Linked DNA regions of Mus musculus: regions 1 and 2 are each linked to region 3. A link is a contact called in public promoter capture Hi-C data. All regions are on one chromosome and are shown on one strand. The core of a region is the stretch at or near the end of the contact, and the rest is flanking DNA. Distances in the headings are between cores, read along the strand shown.

Region 1 (3,307 bases), core at 782-3,281, 6.9 Mb after region 3:
GGAGGAATGGGAAGGGACATATAATTATATTATAGTCTAAAAAATAGAGTGAAGTGAAAATCTCCTATATATTATGCAGGCTGGGATTATATCTCAGTTAGTAGAATGCCTGCCTATCATGCATGAAGCTCCAAGTTCAGCCCTTAACACTGCATAACCTAGGTGTAGTGGTATGTACCTCTGACCCTGGCATTTGGGAGGTGGAGGCAGAAGACAGAAAGTTCAAGGTCAATTCTCTACTATAGGGAGTTTGAGGTCTGCCTGGGCTAAAAAAGTAAAACTGTATACTATATATGCATAGAAAAACCTTAATAATTGTGATCTCTAACTGCTAACAGACAACGTTAACTTTCTTTTAAACTTATTTTTTAAACATTTGATGACAAGCAATTTCCTTAACACTTAAAAAAGAAGACAGGTTGGTGGCAAACATCTTTAGTCCCATCACTCAGGAGATAGAGGCAGGTGGATCTCTGTGGATTTGAGGCCACCCTCGTCTATTTAGTGAATTCTACACAAACAAACAAACAAATAAACAAATAAACAGACAGACAGACAGACATACAAAAAGACAAATATAATAACAGGATGTTTTCTTTAAAAGTGTTCTTACAAGTTGGCGATCAGTAATTCTCAAACTGTGACCTTTCATCATTAACCTACCAGCTTATAACTACGAATAAGATAGAAGCTCAGTTACGGCACTTGCTAGCTAAGTGGTAATTTTAAAAAAATGACATCGTATTTGAAAAATTAATATACTTAAAAAAAAAAGTAGCCTCATAGAAAACTCCTTCCATGTTCTTAGGACCTTTAACCCGGACTTCCTAGCAGTGGTGGTGGACTTTAGACCCTCTTCCACACCAATCCTTTGCACTTTTGTTTTCCCCAAGCACACTCCTTTCTGCGCAAGGGGAAAGTGCAGGGGGACACTACCCACAGCAGCCTAGGAATGTGATTTCTCTGACTCTTTCTCGTGGGCCATAGAATGGGGGACAAACTACAAAAGAGATCCAGTTAAAAATACAACTACCGACAAGCTCCGCGAATCATCGACTTCCTTTCTGCCCCCACCTTCCGAGTGCCTTCCTCTTCCTCCTCCCCGCGTGCGTCGAGTCGCTTTGCATCACGGTATTTGAAGTTCTTTCTGGACGGAAGCGCCTAGCACTCCTTCGCGAGAGAGGAGCCGGAAGACTCTGGTTCCCAGAGGGCAGAGCAGAAGCTACGCCTGCGCAGTCTCAGTGAGGGCGTGTATGTCTGTGTCTGAGGGAGAGAGCGAGAGTGAGTGAGTGTGAGTGCGGGGTGGGGTGGTGGCCGTTACGTTCGGGGCAACGGCTAAGGCAGTGGAGAAGTGAGAAGAGAAACAACGTCCGGCGCTTCCGCCTTCGCCTAGGAGGAGGAGGAACTGGTAGGAAAAGGAAAGCCATTCGCCCTGGGCCTGGACTAGACCTCGTCGGGCCGGCGGAGGTCTGGCTATGTGCCTTTGAGGGTCGCTTGGGACGCCGAGCGAGAGCCGAGAGCGATGTCTCAGCCGCCGCCGCCTCCTCCGCTGCCGCCGCCGCCGCCTCCCCCTGAGGCTCCGCAGACTTCGTCGTCTCTGGCGGCGGCGGCTTCTCCGGGGGGCCTTTCGAAACGAAGGGACCGAAGAATCCTTTCCGGGAGTTGCCCGGATCCCAAGTGCCAGGCGCGCCTCTTCTTCCCGGCCTCGGGTTCTGTCAGCATCGAGTGTACCGAGTGCGGACAGCGGCACGAGCAGCAACAGCTGCTGGGAGTGGAGGAGGTGACCGACCCGGACGTAGTGCTGCACAATCTGCTGCGGAACGCGCTACTCGGAGTGACGGGGGCTCCCAAGAAGAACACGGAACTGGTAAAGGTGATGGGCCTCTCCAACTACCACTGCAAATTATTGTCGCCAATATTGGCACGCTATGGAATGGACAAACAAACGGGCCGGGCCAAGCTTCTCCGGGACATGAACCAAGGCGAACTGTTCGATTGCGCGTTACTTGGTGACCGGGCCTTCCTCATCGAACCAGAGCACGTCAACACAGTGGGCTATGGCAAGGACCGCTCCGGAAGCCTCCTGTATTTGCACGACACGCTCGAGGATATCAAACGGGCTAATAAAAGTCAAGAATGCCTCATCCCAGTGCATGTGGATGGGGATGGACACTGCCTAGTGCATGCTGTGTCTAGGGCTCTAGTAGGCCGAGAGCTCTTCTGGCATGCTCTGAGGGAGAATCTTAAGCAGCACTTTCAGCAGCACCTAGCCCGATATCAAGCCCTGTTTCATGACTTTATTGATGCTGCCGAGTGGGAGGACATTATCAATGAATGTGACCCTCTGTTTGTGCCACCTGAAGGTGTCCCCTTAGGCCTGAGGAATATCCACATATTCGGCCTTGCCAATGTGTTACATCGTCCCATAATTCTTTTAGATTCCCTCAGCGGCATGAGAAGCTCTGGTGATTATTCAGCCACCTTTCTACCTGGCCTCATACCTGCAGAGAAATGCACTGGGAGAGATGGTCATTTGAACAAGCCAATCTGTATTGCGTGGAGTAGCTCTGGTAGAAACCATTATATTCCCTTGGTAGGCATAAAGGGGGCTGCCCTGCCCAAACTACCCATGAATTTGTTACCTAAAGCATGGGGTGTGCCTCAGGACCTTATTAAAAAGTACATCAAGCTTGAGGAGGATGGTGGCTGTGTTATTGGAGGAGACAGAAGTTTGCAGGATAAGTACTTACTTAGGCTGGTTGCTGCTATGGAAGAAGTCTTTATGGACAAACATGGTATCCATCCTAGTTTGGTTGCTGATGTACATCAGTATTTCTACAGAAGGACTGGGGTGATAGGAGTTCAGCCTGAGGAAGTTACAGCAGCTGCTAAAAAGGCAGTAATGGACAATCGCCTTCACAAGTGTTTGCTTTGTGGTGCCCTTTCTGAACTTCATGTCCCTTCTGAGTGGTTGGCTCCAGGAGGGAAACTGTATAACTTGGCAAAAAGTACTCATGGGCAGTTGAGGCCTGACAAAAATTACAGCTTTCCCTTAAACAATTTGGTTTGTTCATATGATCCAGTAAAAGATGTTCTGCTACCAGACTATGGATTGAGTAATCTAACAGCTTGTAATTGGTGCCATGGCTCATCTGTGCGAAGAGTCAGAGGAGATGGCTCTATTGTGTATTTGGATGGAGACAGAACTAATTCTAGGTCTACTGGTGGCAAATGTGGTTGTGGATTCAAACATTTTTGGGAAGGTAAAGAGTATGACAATCTTCCAGAAGCTTTTCCTATCACTTTG
Region 2 (3,498 bases), core at 262-2,761, 7.1 Mb after region 3:
TTTGTTATAAAAATAATGCAAAAATGTTGAAACCAATCTACTGTAACGCAGTATCCAAAGTCAAGATAAAAAGGCAGGCCTTAACTTATTCCTGGTTCTGGCTATATCATTTCTATAATTCTCAAAATACACCAATTTCCAGTCAGTGTCTCTATTAACTCGTCCAGCACTGACTCGAGGGAAGGCAAACCCGTCCTTTTAATGTCAAATGTCACTGAGGGCAGCGGCCACCTATACCGCCCAAGTTAACTTTTAGTACAGTCCCAGCTTTTCAGAACTGGTCCCGAGGGGAGAACGCTACTTCCTCCTCTTCCCACCTTGGGGCGGCACTCCTTTCTTCTTGCCAGCTAAAGCAGAAGGCCAGGAATGCTTTTTGCTTCCCAAGCCTCCTTTCCTCTTTTCTCCCTGACCCGGCGGGCCGCCCTTTCTCTTGCCCGAAGGTCCTTGCCGGCCCCCTTTCCTCTTGCCTTTCTGGCTCATTTTCCTCCTCTTGGCAGCCTCCTCCTGGTCCTCTTCCCTCATCTGCTTGTTGGTGGCCCTCGTCACGTCCAGCCGAGGTTTCTTGCTGTTCATGACTCGAAGTAGCTCCAACTGGTTCTTTTTCTCGGCTGCGAAGTCCCCAAAGAGGGGCTGAAACTTCCTCTTCTTGCCGGAGCCCCGGGGAGCTTTCTCCTTGGGAAGGCGCTCCTGGAAGCGTCCCACCGAAGCGGTGGAAACCTTGGCCACTTGCATGGCGCGGCCCAGCTCTTCCTTACTCTGGTGTCCAGTAGGGTGCAGGCCGGCTGAGCTGGGCATCTGCATCTTGTGCGCGCGAGCCAGGTTCCGCAGACGGTTCAGCTCATTCTTGGCCACGCGTTCTTTCTTGGCCTGAGTCCTCTTGGCGAACTGGTCTTCCATGGGGTCGGCGCTCCCAGGCACCTCGATCAGCCATTCTTTAGTGTCATCCCGGGCGCGCTTGTAGCCCCAACGGCGCCGCCACTGGCCACTCGCCTCGTCCCACACGAGGTTGGTCTTCTTCTTGGGACGGATTCCCTTAAGGCGCGCGAACTGCTGCCAGCGGGTGAGCGGCCGTGGTCGGGGCAGCGGCTTCTCGCGGGGCAGGCGAGTGGCGGGCTCCGGCAAGCGCGCGACCACCGCCTCCTCCACGCGCTCGGTCGGCAGCCGCCACAGCTGGTTGATGAGCAGCTGCGTGTTGTCCCGCGCCAGGGCCCGCAGCTCGGCCTCCGGCGACGGCCCGGCCTGGCGCAGCACGGTCGGGGGGTTGCGGTCCGAAGCCAGCAGGTTGCCCAGGTCGAACTCCAGCTCCAGCTCCTTGTGCACCGTGATGCGCTGCAGCTTCTCCGCCTCCTCCTGCTCTGCCTTGGCCAGCAGCTCCTCCACGCGCTGGCCCTCCATGGCTCTCGCTGCGGCTCGGATCCCTCACTTCGGGACAGCGGCGGGACGTATCGCCACTACAGCAGCACCCTAAACCGGCAACCACGTGCGGACGTCCGGACCCGTAATCCGGAAGAGGAAAGATCACTTCCGGGTTGTCTGGAAGCGGCTCACAGCTAGGCGGGGAGGTAAAGACCGGCAGAGGGCGGCATTGGACAGCAGATGGGCTTAGAGGCGGGACTTGGATTCGTCACCGGATGTTGGCCCGACTGGCGCTGAGGGTTGGCTAACCAGCTCAGGACCTGGTTGGGACTACGTTTCCCAGCATGCTGTGGGGCAGAGGTAGTGCAGTAGGACGCGGGCTGCTCAAACTCTTGGAAGTGCCTGCATTGTAGCTTCCGAATGGAGCGTCTACACCACAGTGTCTATGGGTAAATCTATTACAGAGGTGTTTGGGGCGAGACAAATTATTTCCCCAGAGTTATAGCCCGTTCTCTGTGCCCTAGGTGTGAGCGGAGACAGATCCCACGGATACCTGTCCAAGTTAGGCATTGTTTTGCGACTTAGTAGGGCTTGCAGTTTGTCTGTACGTGGCCTGGGCACCAATTCTGGCCATGCCATTGTTTGTTCCTGTGATATTTGTGTAGGCCTGAAAAATCGTGGAAGATGGAGACTCTGGTAGTATCCAGGAGTGTTTTAAAGGTAAATGTGTTAATAAGCTTGGAGGAAGGCTAAGATCCAGTGAAAACCAAATAGTTTTTATTCAGTAGTCATGGTGGCCTAGGGAGTTAAAAATCTCAGTTTACTATTTACTGCCATCTATTTTTATAGGTTTTTACCTCAGTCCGGTGTTAGAATGGGCACATGTTCATCTAATGTCATCCAAAAAAGTGTTTTGTTTGTTTGTTTGTTTGGTTGGTTTTTTTGTCTTGTCACATAAGTAGACTTTTACTGATTTATTTATTTTTTAGTTTAGATCACATGAACCGGAGGCCGAGCTTGAACTCCCTGTACATCGAAAGAGAACTTGACTTCTTTTTTGTTTGTTTGTTTTTTGTTATTTTTTGAGACAGGGTTTCTCTGTATAGCCCTGGCTGTCCTGGAACTCACTCTGTAGACCAGGCTGGCTTCGAACTCAGAAATCTGCTTTCCTCTGCCTCCCAAGTGCTGGGATTAAAGGTGTGCACCACCACTGAGAACTTCTTGATTCTCCTACCTCTCTCTCAAGCATTAGTGTTTCAGGCATGCAATATCCAGTGTCCAGTTCCATTTTTTAAACTAAGTTTTTGGTTAGAATGCAAAGTAATTATTTTCAATATGGTGCTTTCATACAGGTATCATTGTTATCTCCATCCTTCACTGCCTTCCCCGTCCCCCATAAATAGACATTTAAAAAATGCAGACTAAACTGGGTATGGTGTATAATCCCAGCACTCTAGAGAAAGAGGCAGGAGGGCCAGGTGTTCAAGGCTAGCCTTAGTTGCATATGGAGTCATCCAAATCATTTTTGTTTTTAATGTGGTTTAAGTTTGCTATATAGCTAAGAATGGTCTTGGAATTAATTCCCTTGCCTCTGCCTCCCAAATTCTGGCATTACAGGCAGGAGCCACTATAATTCTTTGTTTTCCTCTTGGTGCTAGACCAGATGTCAAAATCTACACAGCACAAAGCTTCCTCCAAAGTTGCTCCTCCTTCCACCATCCTCTCATCCTCTTCCTCATTGTCTTTGCTGCCCAAGGAACCCTGCCATTGGGAATACTGTAGAGACAATAGTCCCAGGAGATGTGGTCATCATTCAAGTCTAGTAACTTGCTCGGATGATGGCAAATTCATCTTTGACTTTCCCTATCCAAATCTCATCAGTTCAAAGCCTAGATAGCTTGTCTCTGTATGTTGCGCCCTTTCACTCCCCACTGCTGTGGCCTTACTTCATCCTAGCCTGGATCTCTTCTATCTGCTTCTCTAGACCATCTCTCTACTATGTAAGCTGCACTAGTTTCTAGCTGATTTTTGATCAGCAGGAAACAGTGATACAAGATGAAAAGAGATGAAGAGAGTGGGGTCAGGACACTTATGCCCTATTCCTCTGTAGACTACGTGACAGCCTGCCTCATCGAACCGTCT
Region 3 (3,525 bases), core at 233-2,732:
TCATCAATGTGGTCCATGTTGGCCTCCAACTGACCATGAAGCTCATGCTGATCCTCTGTCTGAGCCTCCAGAGCTAACACTGGGACTTTAAGTCTGTGCCACTACCATACCCTGGGCCTTCTATCTCTTAGCAAGAAAGCTTGCTTGAAAAACTGCTTGAAAGCTATATGAAACAGGAGTTTCCCAAGTATGTATAAATGAGCATCTAAAAATGAATTTCACATTGCTCACATTTAAAAATGTAAAAAGTATGCCTAATTTGTGTTGAAATTCAGTTAAGAGTCCAATATCTCGAGACCCTTGGCTATAGCACACACCTTTTATCTGTGAGTTTGAAGCCAGCACCAGCCTGGTCAACAGATCAGCCAGGGCTACACAGGGAAACCCACCCACAAGCAACTAACAACAAATAATTCAATTACCACTTTCAGCATTTCTTAAAAGTTTTTAAAATTCTTATATATTACAATGTAGCTTAATATACATAAAATTCTTGCCGAGCTACACCTTTAATCCCAGCACTCTGGAGGCAGTGGCAGGGGATATCTGAGTTCAAGGCCAGCTTGGTCTACAGAGCAAGTCCCAGGTTAGCCAAGACTACACATGAGAAACCCTGTCTCGAAAACCCACAAAATTCTTACATTTTATAGTATAGTTTAACATACTACGTACTTTGTTCAATAACATCCACACCCCACCTTTCACTCCGTAATCAAAGAAATTCCTAAAAACGGACAAGTAACACAACTTAGGAGGCTAGCTCCACGTGCTGCATCAATTTCTTAGCACTTAGCGCCCTTCTGACCTTTAGCTCTAGAGTAAGAAATAAGTCCCTGCGCAGCAGAGCAAATCTTTAATCCTAGAATGGGAAGTCAATAGGTAGGCGAGTCTCTGATTTCGAGGACAACCGGGTCTATATAGCGAATTCAGGACAGGTGAGTCTACAAAACTGGGACATCCTGTCTCTGAAAAACAACAAAAAGAACCATTTGTGGTGCTTTAATAGCCTTCGAAAGGAGAATCAATCCCTGGATTGACAGCAGCTGCGGACCCCGAGGTCGAGGCCTGCTCCTCCCAGGCCCGCACCGGGAGTGTCCCCTCAGCACTGGAGTTCCCAGACCCCATGCTGCGCCCGCTCCCCACCACCACAGCCTACGAACAGCCGACCTGCGCTCGCCCGGGTGGCCCGCAAGACTCGGCTAGCGCTAGATGCCCGCCGCTCCGGAGCCGCTCTGGCTCGGCTAGCGAGGCCGCACGCCAGAAAGCGATCCCGGAACCTCGGAGCGCGGCGGCCACACACCACGTCGTCCTCGTCCGGCCCGGCCATAGGCCCGCTGCCCACCGGCCGCCCAACCCCAACAGCATGCTGCGAGTTGGAGAAGGTGGCCGTCAGTTTCCAGCTGCGGCCAAGGACACCCAAAAGCGACTCCGCTCGACAGTGGCCCCCACAAGAGCGATGAGGCTCCGCCCCTTAAACGGAACACGCGGCCGGATTGGTGCGCGCGCGTGCGCAGAAAATGCGGCCGGCCTGCAACCTTCTCCACCTGGTGGGTTCCAGGCAGCAAATGACCCAAAACCCCAACTCCCTGCTTAAGATGATGGGCTTCAACCGAATTCCTAGTATTTGGTCGGCTTTTGACCGTGTGCAAGGACAGAGTGTGTAGGCATGTGAAAAAGACAGTGACCAGAAGCCTAGTTAAATACTTCGTTCTCATGAAAGTCACTTTATAGGTCCTAAAACTGGTTTGGGAAAATGATTTAGCTTCGCAGAAGTAATTGTAGCATATCAGCCCAAAAGGAATGTAGTTTAAGGTACTTAATGTTATAATGTTTAAATACTTTGTATGCTATGATATGATATTAACAAAATGAATGAATGATTTAGTCCCAGCACTTGGGAGACAGAGACAGGCGCATTTCTGAGTTCGAGGCCAGCCTGGTCTACAGAGTGAGTTCCAGGACAGCCAGGGCTACACAGAAAAACCCTGTCTCGGGGGAAAAAAAAAAAAAAAAAGATTTAATGATTTAACTTAATTCCACCACTGAGATAGGAGAAAATGGAATTTTTTCACATAATTTTCGATTTTGTTGACAGATTTTTTTTTTTCCCCATTAAAAACGTCGTATCCGAGCTGGGTGTGGTGGCGTACGCCTTTAATCCCAGCACTCGGGAGGCAGAGGCAGGCGGATTTCTGAGTTCGAGGCCAGCCTGGTCTACAGAGTGAGTTCCAGGACAGCCAGGGCTATACAGAGAAACCCTGTCTCGAAAAAAAACAAAAAAACAAAAACAAAAACCAAAGGAACAAACAAACAAAGCCCCCATCATGTCCAAGGTGGGGAGTGTATCTTGCCTAGCACGGACTGACATAGAAGAATCTACAGTGTTGCAAATCCAGAGCCAATTTATCATGGGCCATTTGCAGATCTCTTAGTAGCCTTAATGTATTGTCCTCCTGTGTACCTAACATCTTCACGACCTTCAGCTGGAACACACCGAGTTCAAGCTTTCATTTGGAATGCACAGGGTATTAGTTTTCCGAGTACTGTCAAATAGCACCTGAAGCCTAAAACAGGTTTCCCCACTTTTAAAAAACGTACCTAACCATCCCACTAATGTAGAAACCTGTCTTGACTGATGATTTTCTTTGTTCTGTTACTATAAAAAAGCTTCATGAAACTACTTCCATGTTGAAACATGGAACATGGGGACAGGGGGTGACATAAATCTGTGTTTCCAAGCCATGATCACTCATTTGGTTCTAGAATAAGTTCTCTTTTCTCTCCATTGAGGTGAGAGTTTTTTGAATCAACACTATACCTTTCTCCCAAAGGCAGATGATACTTAGTGCCTATTGCACAGGACTTAGACAGGAGTAGAGGGAGCACTGTAACGGCATAAATTTGGGAACTCATGGTGCAAATGTGTAATAGGACATGCATCTAAAAATACACGAGACTACCTCTAACTGGAATCTCTGTGTTCTAGGTCAGGTCAGACATTCAGGTCATAATGCCTGAAATAAATACCAACCATCTTGATGAAAAATCAGTTTACTTTGTAGCAAAGATGTGTATTCTTATTGATGAAAATGGCAATAAAATTGGAGCTGACACCAAGAAAAACTGTCACCTGAATGAATCCATCAACAAAGGATTATTACATCCACCGAGCATTTAGTGTCTTCTTGTTTAATAATGAAAATAAGCTCCTGTTACAGCAGAGATCAGATGCTAAAATTACCTTTCCAGGTTGTTTCACCAATAGTTGCTGTAGTCATCTATTAAGTGTCCAGGTGAGCTGGATGAAAACAATGCCATTGCTGTGAAGCGAGCAGCACAGAGGTGCTTAAAAGCAGAGTTGGGAATCCTCTTGGAAGAGGTTGATCTAAATGAAATCAGTTACCTAACAAGAATTTACTACAAGGTCCAATCTGATGGTATCTTGGGTGAATGTGAAATTGATTACATTTTGTTGCTGAGGAAGGATGTAACCTTGAATCCAGATCCCAATGAGATTAAAAGCTG

Evidence for each region. Promoter capture Hi-C pulls out the DNA fragments that hold promoters and counts their contacts.
Region 1: a promoter capture Hi-C map of pre-B cells shows a contact between it and region 3, with 2.7 times the contacts expected there. The contact joins the promoter of 1700034P13Rik here to the promoter of Tmem70 in region 3. A contact is called at or near these places in 1 of 39 promoter capture datasets (pre-B cells) and 1 of 484 Hi-C or Micro-C datasets (CD8 T cells).
Region 2: a promoter capture Hi-C map of pre-B cells shows a contact between it and region 3. The contact joins the promoter of Rrs1 here to the promoter of Tmem70 in region 3. A contact is called at or near these places in 1 of 39 promoter capture datasets (pre-B cells) and 3 of 484 Hi-C or Micro-C datasets (CD8 T cells, muscle stem cells and regulatory T cells).

The regions. Positions count from the first base shown.
Region 1 is chr1:9,746,372-9,749,678 of GRCm38.p6, reverse strand. 1700034P13Rik (RIKEN cDNA 1700034P13 gene) reads right to left here and starts at 2,031. Exons shown (of 4, transcript NR_040462.1): 1 at 1,075-2,031. Vcpip1 (valosin containing protein (p97)/p47 complex interacting protein 1) reads left to right here and starts at 1,297. Exons shown (of 3, transcript NM_173443.3): 1 at 1,297-3,307. The coding sequence starts at 1,523.
Region 2 is chr1:9,543,421-9,546,918 of GRCm38.p6, reverse strand. Rrs1 (ribosome biogenesis regulator 1) reads right to left here and starts at 1,511. Exons shown (of 1, transcript NM_021511.2): 1 at 1-1,511. The coding sequence starts at 1,395. The coding sequence ends at 298.
Region 3 is chr1:16,663,148-16,666,672 of GRCm38.p6, reverse strand. It overlaps Tmem70 (transmembrane protein 70), which reads right to left and starts at 1,482. Exons shown (of 3, transcript NM_027415.2): 1 at 1,168-1,482. The coding sequence starts at 1,365. It also overlaps the pseudogene Gm7654.